Linked DNA regions of Anas platyrhynchos: region 2 is linked to region 1. A link is a contact called in public Hi-C data. All regions are on one chromosome and are shown on one strand. Each heading gives the region's core, a stretch centred on a gene start, on an enhancer-like site or on the middle of the called end of the contact. The rest is flanking DNA. Distances are from core to core; before and after follow the strand shown.

The links. A called contact is a pair of places that touch in the nucleus more often than the background predicts.
Region 2: a contact with region 1 is called in a Hi-C map of small yellow follicle, with 2.5 times the contacts expected there. The contact joins two enhancer-like sites. A contact is called at or near these places in 2 of 8 Hi-C or Micro-C datasets (F5 follicle and small yellow follicle).

What each region holds. Positions count from the first base shown.
Region 1 is chr5:46,650,509-46,656,932 of IASCAAS_PekinDuck_T2T, forward strand. The region is part of intron 3 of TSPAN4 (tetraspanin 4); the gene reads left to right. Among named protein-coding and RNA genes, the nearest start is that of CHID1, 230 kb to the right of the region's middle. Within about 2 kb of position 3,188, at least 3 of the 8 cell types and tissues checked have an H3K27ac peak or open chromatin away from gene starts, as enhancers often do. A contact at or near this core is called in F5 follicle and small yellow follicle, where this site is marked.
Region 2 is chr5:46,750,309-46,756,732 of IASCAAS_PekinDuck_T2T, forward strand. It overlaps TSPAN4 (tetraspanin 4), which reads left to right. Exons shown (of 9, transcript XM_072038961.1): 7 at 6,225-6,356. Among named protein-coding and RNA genes, the nearest start is that of CHID1, 130 kb to the right of the region's middle. Within about 2 kb of position 3,728, at least 3 of the 8 cell types and tissues checked have an H3K27ac peak or open chromatin away from gene starts, as enhancers often do. A contact at or near this core is called in F5 follicle and small yellow follicle, where this site is marked.

The DNA.
Region 1 (6,424 bases), core at 1,938-4,437:
TATTTGCTGTTCACACGTGCATGAGCTTCCCAGAGGGTGTTAGTCGTGTTCAGTGATGACCGTTTCTATGGGTCAGAGCTGGTGCTGTGGGAGGAAGGTCTGTGCTGAGCTCGAGAGTGAAGGGAGGCGTGGAGAGACAGAGCTGGAAAGACACGCGAGAATGGGGCCAGGAGAGCATCCTGCTCCCCGCTGTGCCTGCAGCACGGCTCCCTAGCAGCTGGTTTAGGTCAGGCTTTAACTGGTTGCTCTGTGTTTCTTCCAGGTAATAAGGTTAGAAATAGAAAGAAACGCACATTAAGTCCCAAAGCATGAAGAGAAACCGCGCTCACATCCACTTGGGAAGGCTGCCTTCAGAGTGTATCTGTAACTTGATCAAAACTACATGAAATAATGGTGGAAATAGTTGGGATGAAATAGTCATACCCATTTGCAAATCAAATATTTAAAGGTTTAGCAGATAGGAAAGCTAATCACTCCTCAAATTGACTTAGTGAAAACTGTGAGCATTGTTTCTGCAATGATAACACATGGTTGGAACCAGCGATGAAGCAGAGATGTGGTTTGCCAAATTTAACGCAAATATTGAGCAAAAAAATTCTGTGATAAGAATTTTTTGATCTCTTCATTATGTGATACCGGGACAGGATGGTCACAGGCTGGAGTAAAGCAGGGTGTGATTAAACCACTTGATACTCAACTCTGAATTTTTAAGCAGGGAAGAGGAGGCATTATATAGTTTTTGCTAAACCACTCATGCACGTGTCTGCCATGAAATCCGTGGTTTCTGGGTTTCTAACAGTTTGCAGGAAACTGTACAATAGGACATTTGTAAATCTAGAGAGGATGGTTTTTGAATTATTACCTAGGATAGTGTTTGTTTGTTTGTTTAACAGTGTCAGCCATTAAGAACATAATAGGTAAAGCCCTTCTGTGTAGTAGCCGTGGGAATTCTGGCTGGTTGCCTCTGCAGTCTTAATTCATCTCCTTGTGCTCAGGCACTTTGATACAGACTCTAACGAGGTGCTCACGGTTCTGTTTTGTTCCACAGAGCCTTCCTCACGCAGGACATGGGGAAAGTTGCAGCACTGAGCAGGGGATGGGCCTGATCTCCGCAGAGCCCTTACCCTGTTTGCAAACTCTGCGGTGAACGAGGCCAGGGATTGCTGAGAGGCGATGGATGAGGCTGTGCAATGCCAAAGTGTTCAGAGCCACAGTTAGCACGTTCCTAATGATGCGGGTACTTGGTGGGATGTAGCCTAAGCCAGATTTGCATAAATGCTGAGCATTCCCAGCTGCAAGTGCAACCGCTTGGATCTGTGCTCTGCGTGTACAGGGGGCCATAAAAATGATAAATACTTTGGAAAAGCACACTCTGGGGATCTCAAGTTTGTTGATTAAATGTAGAGTTTTAGCTATTTCGGCTTTACTTGCTGCTAGCTTTCCCTTCGTGTCTGCCAAAAAAAAGATCGTATGAGTGCCAAATATTGTAATAATATTGAGACAAAATGTGAACTTTGCTGCTGCTAGTTAGTATTACGAAGACCTGGAGGGGTGGTGCAGTCAGCACTGGGTTTTCAGGGGTGTGCAAGAGTCAGATGCAGTGCAGCACACTGAGTGTGGAGGTTGAGTAGAACTGCCAGGTGACTACAGAGTCACTAAGTGAGCCAGAATTCCTACGGAAAGAGTTTTTGGCAGTGCATCCCAATGCACGTGCGCTGGAGAGAGACCTCAAGTGCGACAGGCAACCTGTTATTATCTGGCTTTGCAGTCCTAGCTTTCACATGTTGAAGGGTTTTCTTTCTTCTTTTTCTTTTAATTTAATAGAAATATGTCACCACACTTCCCTGACTATTTGTTTGACAGGAAATAAAGACATTTGTGCCATTAATGCCTCAGGCAGTCCGGGTGCAGCTGTGCAAGGAGGTAATATTTCTCTGTGATCCAAATGAGTCATTCAGGGAGATTACTGTACACAGTGTCATTCAACATCACTGCTGACGCCTGATGGAATTAATATTGCTATATATATATCAATAAGATCAGCAGCAGATAGGTTCGATGTTATTAATAGTATAATTAGCAACTATGAATTTGTGTCAATGTTGCAGTACCTTCACTATTAGCACATCTTGAAAGCTAGCACTGTTAGGCAGCGGATGACAGGTGCTGAGTCAATGAAACACCTGCTTGCAGATAATTGTAGTTTTAGCAGCCACTTTTAGTTTGGTGAATGGGATCCTTTCTTTGTCTAGGGCTTACTGTAATGTCAGGGATATCAAAAGGAGCCACCAGAAAAGACACTTCAGAATCCTCTAATCTAGCTCCAGGGATCTTGCACGTCTGCTCTATGCAGCTTTCCTGCTAGTAGCTGATTTTACCCGTTCCTGAATATTTACAGTAATGGTTCCTGCCCAGCTTCCCTGGAGATGCTATTCATTTTTCTGTTATTCTCCTTAACTTAACACTGCCAGCTTACCTACCAACTTCTGAGACAGCAATTCCCTCCTTTCATTTATACATTTATGTTGTTGCCTTGAAGATATTTATAGAATGTGATTGTGTTCCCCTTGAGTCATCTCTCTTCTAAACTATTAGTTCCTCCAGCTCTTCCTTATGTGTGACCTGTTTGCCTACTTTTCTGGGTCACTGATGGAGAAGGGGAGCTGCCTACAGTACCTAAATGGAGTATGGGTCAAAGGAGAAGGGACTGTAGCTGAAGACTAACCTTGAAATGCATCAGAATTCTTGTGAGATACCAGAACTGCCTCTCTTACACTCAGTCCCTGCCAAAACTGTTGTAAATTTAACTTTGGTAGCTGCTGGTTCACACTCTTGGTTCTCTGCTTAGAAAAAACCTTAAACATTAAGTGAACCTGAGCTGTTCCAGTTCATCTTTATTGAAATGGTTGTTCACAGCCCTTCTGAATTTAGCTTAGAAAATAAACTTATCATTTACTCAGGACTTTGATTCAAGAAAGAGGTAACTTTGTACACAGGCCTTTGTGCTAAGGCTGCTTTTACTGTACAGAAACGATGTAGTACGCTGGTAGGCTTCTTATTAGTTAACTTAGGTACTGGCTGCAATCAGCTGTGACAGCATGGGGCTCAGCATGACTGAATTTTTCTAGAGTGAAGGTATGCCACACATGTGTATGTCGGTGTGTGTATATCTACATGCCCTGTGCTATAACTGTGTGCGTAGTGCAGAGCATCAGAGCGTCTGGCTAAAATAAATGTGGGTTACCTCCAAAAAATCAAGTGGGCAGAGGAAGAGGGCAAGGTCTATCGACCTTGTAAAAATCAAATTTTAAGGCCATAGATTTTTGTGTTCCAGGATATATCAATTTACTCTGGCATCCCTTTGTTATGTCTTCATTGTGTGGCTTCGCTATGTTCCAAATAAGATCAAAGGAAAGCAACTCTCTATCATCCTTCAGTTAAATAAATATTTAATTTCAAAAGAATAGGGCAGGCAGTGCATTGGGTGTGTTGTTCAGTCTGACTCTGATGGCCCTGACCTAGTTCGTTGTTTGCACACAGTCCGACTTATGGAACATCCTAAATTACAAATGTGCTTTACTTTGGAAGGCACTTCAGCAGCAGTATCATGTCAAGTACAATAAAATATGATAGCTCGTATGAGATTATACTGGCTTTGTGGGAATGGTAGAACAATGTCTGCCATAACATAAATGTGTCTGTTTCGTACACCGCTGCTTCTTCCTTAGTTCTAATCTGCATTTCCAGAAGACCGAGGGATCGTGTACCAGCCGAATGATAAGTCTCAGCCTCTATTTGCAGGTGACTCTTTCAAAACGGCTGCCTCAGCTCGTGCGACTTTATCTTGGCAGATTCTCCAAGTGCTATTTGCTTCATATTTATCGTGAAATGCAAAGTAACTTTCTCAGCCATGACTGTGTAAAATATTCCATGCGTGGTAAAAGAGCTCTCTCTGTCGTGCAGTAATCGGCGCTGGGCATTACACAGTGTCGTAATCCTGGTGCTTGTAGCAACCCTCAGGCAGAAACAGCCACTGCTGTCAGATCCATTCTGAATCTCCAGTGTGTACACAGAAGACTATGTGGCTGGTAACTGCTCTAATAAATTTTATGGTGATTGTCTTTATGGTTGCAATTCAACAAAAAGGCAGAAGCTCAAAATACTGAAATCAACAGTACTGGCTTATAGCAGTTACTTATTCCATGCAGTTCTTGGTAGATCCTCAGTACCATTTCTGGGCTAGCTTCTGCTTTCGTCTGTGTCCTGCAGAACTGGGAACTAGCCTGGATGTTGGTTTCCAAACTGACTTTACGATTGGTGCTCCTTAATCTCTAGTGGAAGAGAGAGAGAGTCCTGTGAGTGCAGCATCAGTATTGTGACACCATTTATGATTCACTGAGGTGAGCTTTTGGGATTATCAGTGGGGAACACAGGGAAGTGCTTAGAGAAACAGTAGCGTGATTAGAGAAACTTTCCATTCATTAATCAACATACCAGCTATCTCCACTTCCAGACAGGTAAGAAACTGATCTATAGAGCCAAGAAAATCAATCTGCAGCTTGAGACCTTTCATAACTGTGCAAAGAACAAAAGACCATCCTTGCAAATCTTAGAATAGAGCTTACTTTTCGCTGAAGCATTGATCTTCATTTCTTTAGGGATGAATCGGGACAGCCTAAACATATATGTAAGCATGAATGTCGTTGTCAATGTGTGCTTAAGTATAATGAGAGAGATGTAAAATATATGTCAAAAACAAATGCTGTGCACGCCCTCCAGATTTTATCTGCTCTGTATCAACTTCTTTTGCACATTAATGCTCCTTGTGTCCTGATTAGGGGTGCAACCTCATAGTGATTATGCTGTAGATTAGGACAGGTGAGTGAGAAAACTCCACAGAAACACACACACAAAAAAGCAACAAGACTAACAACATAAACCAGTCTGCTTCTATAGGTGTTACTCATAGAAAAATATCGCAACTCTTCACACTCTGTTATTTTCTGTGTATGAAAACATATTTTAATTTAGATCCTCTCCTCCTCTTTCCATCAAAGGAAAACCAGTTATTTTGAGAGCCTCTTCTTCTTACCTGCTTATTAAAATATATTAGCAAACATTAACAGTGTTATAAACAAACACATTTCAATCTGTCCTCCCCTGATAAGGATTAACACATGCCAGGCATTCTCTCTCTGCTCGTAGCTGCCTGAGAAACCAGTCTTTGTGGCAAACCTGTAAAACAGTGATTCAGGCTGCTCGGCGCTGTACCTACTGCTGAATTATCTGGGAGCTTTGCCTGGAAACTCAGCCCCGCTTCTTCAGCACTACAGCAGGGGGGAGTCCTCCTAAGTTATCGTGACCAAGGCAGATATATCAGCAGCCCAAGCCAACGGAGGAGTCATCAAACAAATTAATCCAAGCAGAGCCCGGTCATCTGACAGCACAGAACCAGGGACCTGTAGGTGTAATGTGGATTCTGCAGAAACACAAATAGCTGGCTTCCCTCTGAATGAGCAGAAATTGTTGAACGGCCTTCCTGTGCTGCACGTTGCAGTGATTATCACGGTCAATCATTGATCTTGTTGGTGTTGTGAACAAACAATGTTGTGGATGCAGAACAACACGGGGAGGCAAGGCAGCTGGGGAATACGTGGGCATCTGGGAGTGTCTGAGCATCTCAGGAAACACTGCTTGCTTGTTAAAATGCGATTGAAGGACTGGAGCACAAGCTAGACCTTGATGTCAGTCACCCAATGCATTATTTCATCTCCCTGTTGTGCTGCAAGCTTTGGCATCCCTCAACATCAGCAGAGAGACAAAGCAGAGCCTAGAGACACTGAGGACATTCTCCAGTGATGCAGGAAGCAGTGAAGTGAGCTGAGCCATTTTCATAGCATCAGGGATGCAGCAGCTTGGCCACCCCAGGGAGCCAGAGCACCGCCAGCACTGCTGGGCACATTCTGGAAAGCAGTCCTGCTCAGAAAGAAGATGGAAAAGGGGAAGGCGAGGAAGGAGCTCAGTAACGTTAGCATGCACAGATTGTTCAGGACCTGCAACACCCATTTAGATGTTGTGTGAGCAGCAAAAATGTACCCCACAGCTGTACATTGGAGGGGACATAAATGGATCGTATGTACCAGCCCTCATTTCTTGAAATCTAATGAATAAGGTTACCTGGGGCTCTTTCTAAGGTGCCTTTATGGCTCTTTTCGATATTTAAAGTCTTCAGGAGGCTCTTCAAGCCAAATCCTCTGGAGATGCACCAGAGAAAGCATAAAAAACGTTTTAAAAAAAGGAGGGATGGGGGAAAGTCAGTTGTAATTGCAAGTTGTAGTTGGAAGGTACTTAAATTGCTTTCTGAATATCATTGCTTTTATTTATTTTCTGGGGAGAAAAGGGCCTCTTAGGATGAGGAGACTCC
Region 2 (6,424 bases), core at 2,478-4,977, 100 kb after region 1:
ACCCTGCAGTTGTGTTAAGTCGCTCTCCTTTCTAGCAGGCCAGCCACAAGAGCACCTCGCAGCATCCTGGCAGCACCGCCCTCGTACAGCCCGCGTGCTCCCAGCACTGGGTAGCGAGGAGAGGAGCACGGCGCTCCCAGAGAGCCAGCCTTACTGCTCTGCATAATTGCTTTTCACATGTATCTTTCAAAACTATTTTGGAACAGACTATTGCAGTGGTGCAGTGGAGGCAATCCAGCATAGTTAATTATGTAAAGCACTTTGCAGTTGAATAGCACTATGTAAATGCCAAGTATTATTTTTTGCGTTCGGTAATAATCGTTACCCCTTACATCGCTAATCAGTAGAGTGTAATCGCTGATGAGAGGATTAGGAGCATGCAGGGGACTTGCAGAAGGGAAGGTCCCGGCCCAGACTTGCTGTTCTCATTCTGGCTGCTAAGGGACAGCTCCTCCCCCAACCCTGTTAGAGCTTATCACGTTGCCATACAGCAGAATGTCTCAGCACTCATTTTTTTAATGGAGCCAGTAGACACCAGTCATCAGTTGAGCTATGGGCCATGTCTGTATGTGGATGGAAAACAGCAGCCTCAGAAAAAGGCGAAATAAAACTTGACAGTAGCAGAAATGATGATGAGTCGTCCTCCCTTGTCCCCTCCGCATTCACCCTCCTTTCTTTGCACAAGCATTACTCAGAGCTAGAGCAGAAGGCTGGCACTGGGATTAAAGTACTAGGCCTAGACCCAGGGGACCGAGCTCTGGCATAGCTCTGCAGCTGTCCTGCTGTTACCTACAGACCATCCCCAACTGGAGGTCACCAAGTGCCACCAAGTGTGGCAACTGCTGCTTAAAGAAGGGGAAGAAAAGAAACAGAAACAGAGCCCCGTGTAGCTGGTGGCAGTGGGTCTCCATGGGACTGGCTGGTCACGAGTTAGGGAGCCGTCTCCACTGGAGCATGGATGGCCAGCACAAACACAGGCACCTGTGAACGGGGCTGTTGGGCTCCTTCGGGGTGACCCAGCTGACGGGCAGGCTCCCCTTCCTCTTTTGCAGAGTGGGGTGGGTGGGGGTGTCCCTGACCAGTGTGACAGAAGAGCTAAGCAGGGAGGGGAATGGGGGCTGGTTTTGGGTTGTTCCTCCTCTTTTGAGGGGCTTTCTTCATTGAAGCCTTTGTGCTTCAAGGAGTTGTTTTCCCCTTTTTCCCAGAAGCATGCAGAGCACAGGTAACCAGGACAAGGACAAGGCAGGCTCGGGCAGGCCCCACTGCTGGGAGGAACATCTAGATGTGGTCTGTGGTCTGCTGGGATTACCATCGAGGGAGTGGGGCTGAGCTGCATACATGCAATGCGTGGTAGAGGAAAGCACTAGGCTCATTCTGCAGAGGTGTTAAGCCTTTAGGTCAGGGAGCTGGTGCAAACTGGAACATTTTATTGATCTCTTTTTAATACCTTCAGCTTACCAAACTCACTGCTTTCTCAATGGAGTTTCAAGCCTTAAAAGAATCCAACGCACAAGCAGGTGACTTAATGCGTGTCATAACTAAAGACCACAAAAGCATACTTTTTTTTTTTTAAGTATGGCTGAAATTCCAATAGTTTAGGATGTCAGTTACACAGAACCATATCACACTCCTCACCAACTAGGACTGGTTAAAGTTACAGGTAGAGATCATTAGGAAATGAGAAATATGCATTAATTTTTAAAACGTTGCTTCATCCCCAGCACCTCTGTGATCAATTTTTGAACACTTCTCCTTTTAACTAACCAGGCAGTAATTTGAGAAGCAAGGAGAAAAAGCATTAGCTTCACTAAAGTGAGCAAATTCAGCTCACTTTTATTGCTGTGTAATCCCTTTCATGTCTATTTAGACCAATGTAACTGAGAACAAAATTTGACCCAATCTCCCTCCACCCTGTCATTGATTTGATGTTAGATCAAAACATACTTTGGGATTACTGCAGAACTAATCCCAGAAATCCATTAAACATTATATGATTTTAAATTATAACCATCTTACACACTACTTTTTACAGTGACGAAAGAAAAAATAAATAATATAAAAGCCATCCTACGCTGTCCCTAGTGTCCCTACTAAAACCTGACTGAGTCAGGGACTGGATGTCTGCATGTTCAATTCTTATCTTTTTATCTTTTTCTTTCTTTTTTTCTCCAAAGTCCCTGTCCCAACGTGGCTGATCTTGCAAGATTTTGGCAGTGAAAATAAGGCCTGTTCAGTCTTGAATACCAGCAAAATCCATGCAAGAATCTTTACATTTCCACTGCAGTAAGATGGAAATATCGTGTTTAACATAAATTACCAGCCATAGATATACCAAGCAGCAATTGCTTGTTAACACAAAAATAAAGCCATTTGCAAGCAGCTTCCATTCCAAAAATACACCACAGAGACCTCAGTGCCGCTGCTGCGTTTGGCTGGGAAAGCACCTTAGCAGCATCACCTTTTGACTGCACCTGGGCTTTTGGAACCAGCACGCCCCTTCAGACCCCCCGGTAATCAATACTGGGGAGGGACAGACATCTGTAACCGAGGAGGACAAAATGTGGTTTGATACCTCAGGAGACGGAGCCTCCCATGTGAAGCAAACAGCATTGTTGTGTCAGTATTGCTGGGAACGTTCAGCAGCAGGAGGTTGGATGTGCAAGGGCATTTGACGAGCTTTTTGCTTGTTTGAGCCACTGTGCCCCAACATTTGGAGGGTGTGAGCATAGAAGCAGTACCCAGCTGTCACCTTGTGCCAGAAGTACCCCATTTGTTCGTGTGGGCAGGCACAGTTGCCTCCAATTAGACAGGTTCTCTTACAGCTACAAGCCCCGGCCGGCATCGAGTGATCTGAGGTGTCCAAGTCAGGGCGCCTTAAAGTTCCTGCTAGTCAGGACAGTACCTGCCATTACTCCTTTTTAAAGTGTGTCAAGCAAGATGCCCCAAATGAGCACAAGTAGTTTGTAATTGTGTCTAAAAATGTGAACGAATTGTTTCCTCTTGAAACTAGGGGCAAAATCCGTCAATTAGGCAACCCTATCTAACTTTAACTAGTGAAAGGAGTAATATGGGACTGTAAACAATGTCCATAAAATGAAAGTGGTTGTAGCTTACCCTCCAGGAAACAGAGTCCTCAATTGCTTCATGACAATCAGGCAGTTTAACTTTCTAGCCATGGCAAAACATCGGCCTTGGTGAAGGAACATGAGCTCTGATCTGCCTGGCTGCAGCAAACTGCTGGTTGCAGAAAGTACCTTCCACGTGCCCTGTGCTTTCTCTACCCTCCAAGCTATAGGTCTGTCTCCAACCATCTTTGCTCAGAAAACACGTACCTTTTAACATTTAGCATAACATGGCCCACAAATCTCTAGAAAGTAATCTTAGTTTGCTCATTGTCCCCAGCATGCGCCTTTATTATGCTTACTCTGTTTGTTTAGCAGTCCCTCATCTCCCTTAATAATTTGGCTACTCCTTGTTGTTCACCTTGCTGCACACAGGATAGATCAGTTGCTTGTAACACGACCAAAATCACTCCCACACTCGCTCTTCTCTGCTTGGGCCCTCGCGTCGAAGTCTCCCAGATTACTGAGCTCTCAGTTTATCCATCTCTCCAGCTTCTAGCCGCCCCCCTGTGCTGAAGCTGTGCTGGTGACCCACTCAGACCCACGGCTGCTCGTTTCCTTGTTCTTGCCTCTTGCTTGGCCTGCTGCCCTCTCAGTGCCTCTGCTCCCTGCAGATGCTGTGTGCCTGACGTGGGTTTCACTGGCTGCCGCCTGCCCGCTGGTTCCCTGCGGTGCTTGCACGTCAGCGGTCAGCGCTCCCTCTCCTTTAGGACTGCATATCAGCCACTGATTAGTTCCTTCGTGCAGCCTTTCTTTGTCTTCCGAAGACATGACATCTCTTTTGATGTGTTATCATTATTTCTTCCAGCACCAAGGTTATTGATCCTCATGCAATTTCTCTTTCACCCTTGATCTTTTCTTAGCCCTTTCTCCCAATGCTGGGACTGCCTTACCTGCCAGCAGTGGCAGGTAAGCATCAATATTTAGTCCTCTGCTTTTGTACAGTACACAGAGGATCTGCGTGGGCAGGGAATGTGTGACCAAGACCAAGCCAAATTTGTCCCACTGCAGCTTGTCCATACCTGCATCCCCTCCTATCATTTCTACGTGTTGGCTTACTGGGAAGTTTTTCACTGTTTGGCATCCCAGTCCTAGATCGTGGCCTAGCCCTGATCTGCTTCATGGGGCCCATAAAAGGGTTGGACTCAACATCTGTATTGGAGCTACAAAACCTGTATGTCATCCCCATAGTCTGTCAGATGTTGAGACCCTCAGCCTTGCAAAATTATGAGGAGAAAGGGTTCGGTCCCAGTCTATGCAAACTTCTATCACTTGTGTTCAGCCAGAACAGCACACAAACATCTCAGCCCTTTCTATTCTACTCTGTGTATCACAGATGAGCTGCATTTTCAAGGCTTGCTTGAAAGACAAGCTGTCTGTCACTTCCATCTATCAAAAGAGCTGACTGATAACTAATGATGACACCCTGCAAGACCTTCTCGTAAAATTTCCTGATAGATCCACACTCCTCAAATGCATGGCCTGTGCTCCATACTGCTCTGATCCATTTCTGGGACCGCCTCCTCATGGAACTCCTGTCTTGTGTGCAGCAACATAAAGGAACAAAAGAAAGTCCCAAACTTTTTTTTCTCTTTGAAGGCATTTTATAGAAAATGCAGCCTGTAAACTCACAAATCAAACACTAGCAAGCTAAGGATTGATTTCTGCCACAGACCAAATCAGAATTCTGAGCAGAACCTTAGGGGGATAGATGCGAGTCCAGGAAGGATTTCTGAGTTTTGTTTGGCAGAAGAAAAACAGAGCTGTGAGCACTGAAACGTCTCTATTGCAGACTGCTTTCTGTGAGTGCTAAGTGAGGTAAGATGTGCAAGGCATCGTGTGACACCTCTGCCCTCTGTTGGTCTTGAATGGCAGATCTCTGGTGCGTGCAGAGAGCTGGCCACTCAGCCCTCCGTGCCCACAGACCCTACAACTGTTAGAGGGAAAACACGCTCAGGCCCATGTAAGTATCATTGTCCTAAATCCTAATAGGACCTAATGTGAGGTCCTAAGACTTGGTGATGGAGAACTTGGCATGATTATGAGCTATCAGAAACAAGAGGAACGGGTTGTGTATGGAAGTGAAAAATACTGCACAGGCTTATATAAAATCAGGCTTAAAAAATGAGACCTCAGCAAGGCATTTTGGGGCCAAGGAGGTGGCTGGCATAGCCTTGAGAAAGCGCAAAGTACGGCCTGTAGCTGGGAGCAGTTCTGTAGCCCCGTCAGTGAAGCCACGTCATTAGCACCAGAGTGCCTAAATACCTACAGGTTCTTACTGTGGAGCTAGCACAGGAGTGGCAGATGGTGTATACATCTACATGCTAATCAGTCCTTGCGTGTTTTCTATACAGGCAGATACCAGATCCTGGAGGGGAAGATGGTCACAGAGCCATTCCCTGTACTGTTATGTACATCTCCTACATGTTGCATCCTGCTCCCAAAGTGGAACAAACCTTCCAGTTTAGCACTAATGCAGTTCCTGTACATTGCCTTAGTGTGTGAAGATACTTAAAGCACCCACCACTTAGCAGCATCAAATAATGACGTTACGGAACTGCACCAAAGAGAGGAGGAAATAAATCTTTTAGTGAGTCACAAAGACTTTCAGAGGTGATCAGTAATTAACAGCTTGGAGAGGAATTTGCCTCATTAACTTCAATCATGATTTCATAAGTAGCGTGCAGTAAAAATCCCAGTGTCTTTACCTCCTGGCTCCTATAACTGTAGCCTAAATTATTTTTTTTCCTGACAACAAGCTGCAAATAATTGGTGTAATCCTGCTCAGTCACACAAAACCTTGTTACTTGGCTTGCATTGTCCTATTTCAGCTCCTGCAGTGTCCTGGCATTGTAAATAGGTGCCTTTGCATCTTGTCTCAACATTAGCTACTTTAGACTGTATGGGTAAAGCTAAGGAAATACTATTTTTTTAAAGTTTCAAGCTCCTGCTGGTGTATTCAAGTGTAACTCTGTGCACTGAATGAGGTGTCCAGTGTTTGTGTCCAATGGCAGGCATGGAAGCTTCTTCCATCACCTCAGAACAAGCAGACACCAGGAACAGATCATCCTTACAGTATCATCTCGGTTCTTATTTTTCCAGTTCAGATGCTGTGGAGTCTCCAACTACACTGACTGGTTTGAAGTGTACAATACAACCCGGGTGCCAGACTCCTGCTGCCTGGAATTCAGCGAGAACTGTGGGCTCCATTCCCCAGGGACCTGGTGGAAAGCGGTGAGTCATTCCCCAGCTGCAGCTCAGCAGCCTCCTTCCAACCCAGGTGAAGGGCAGGAAGTAGTTAG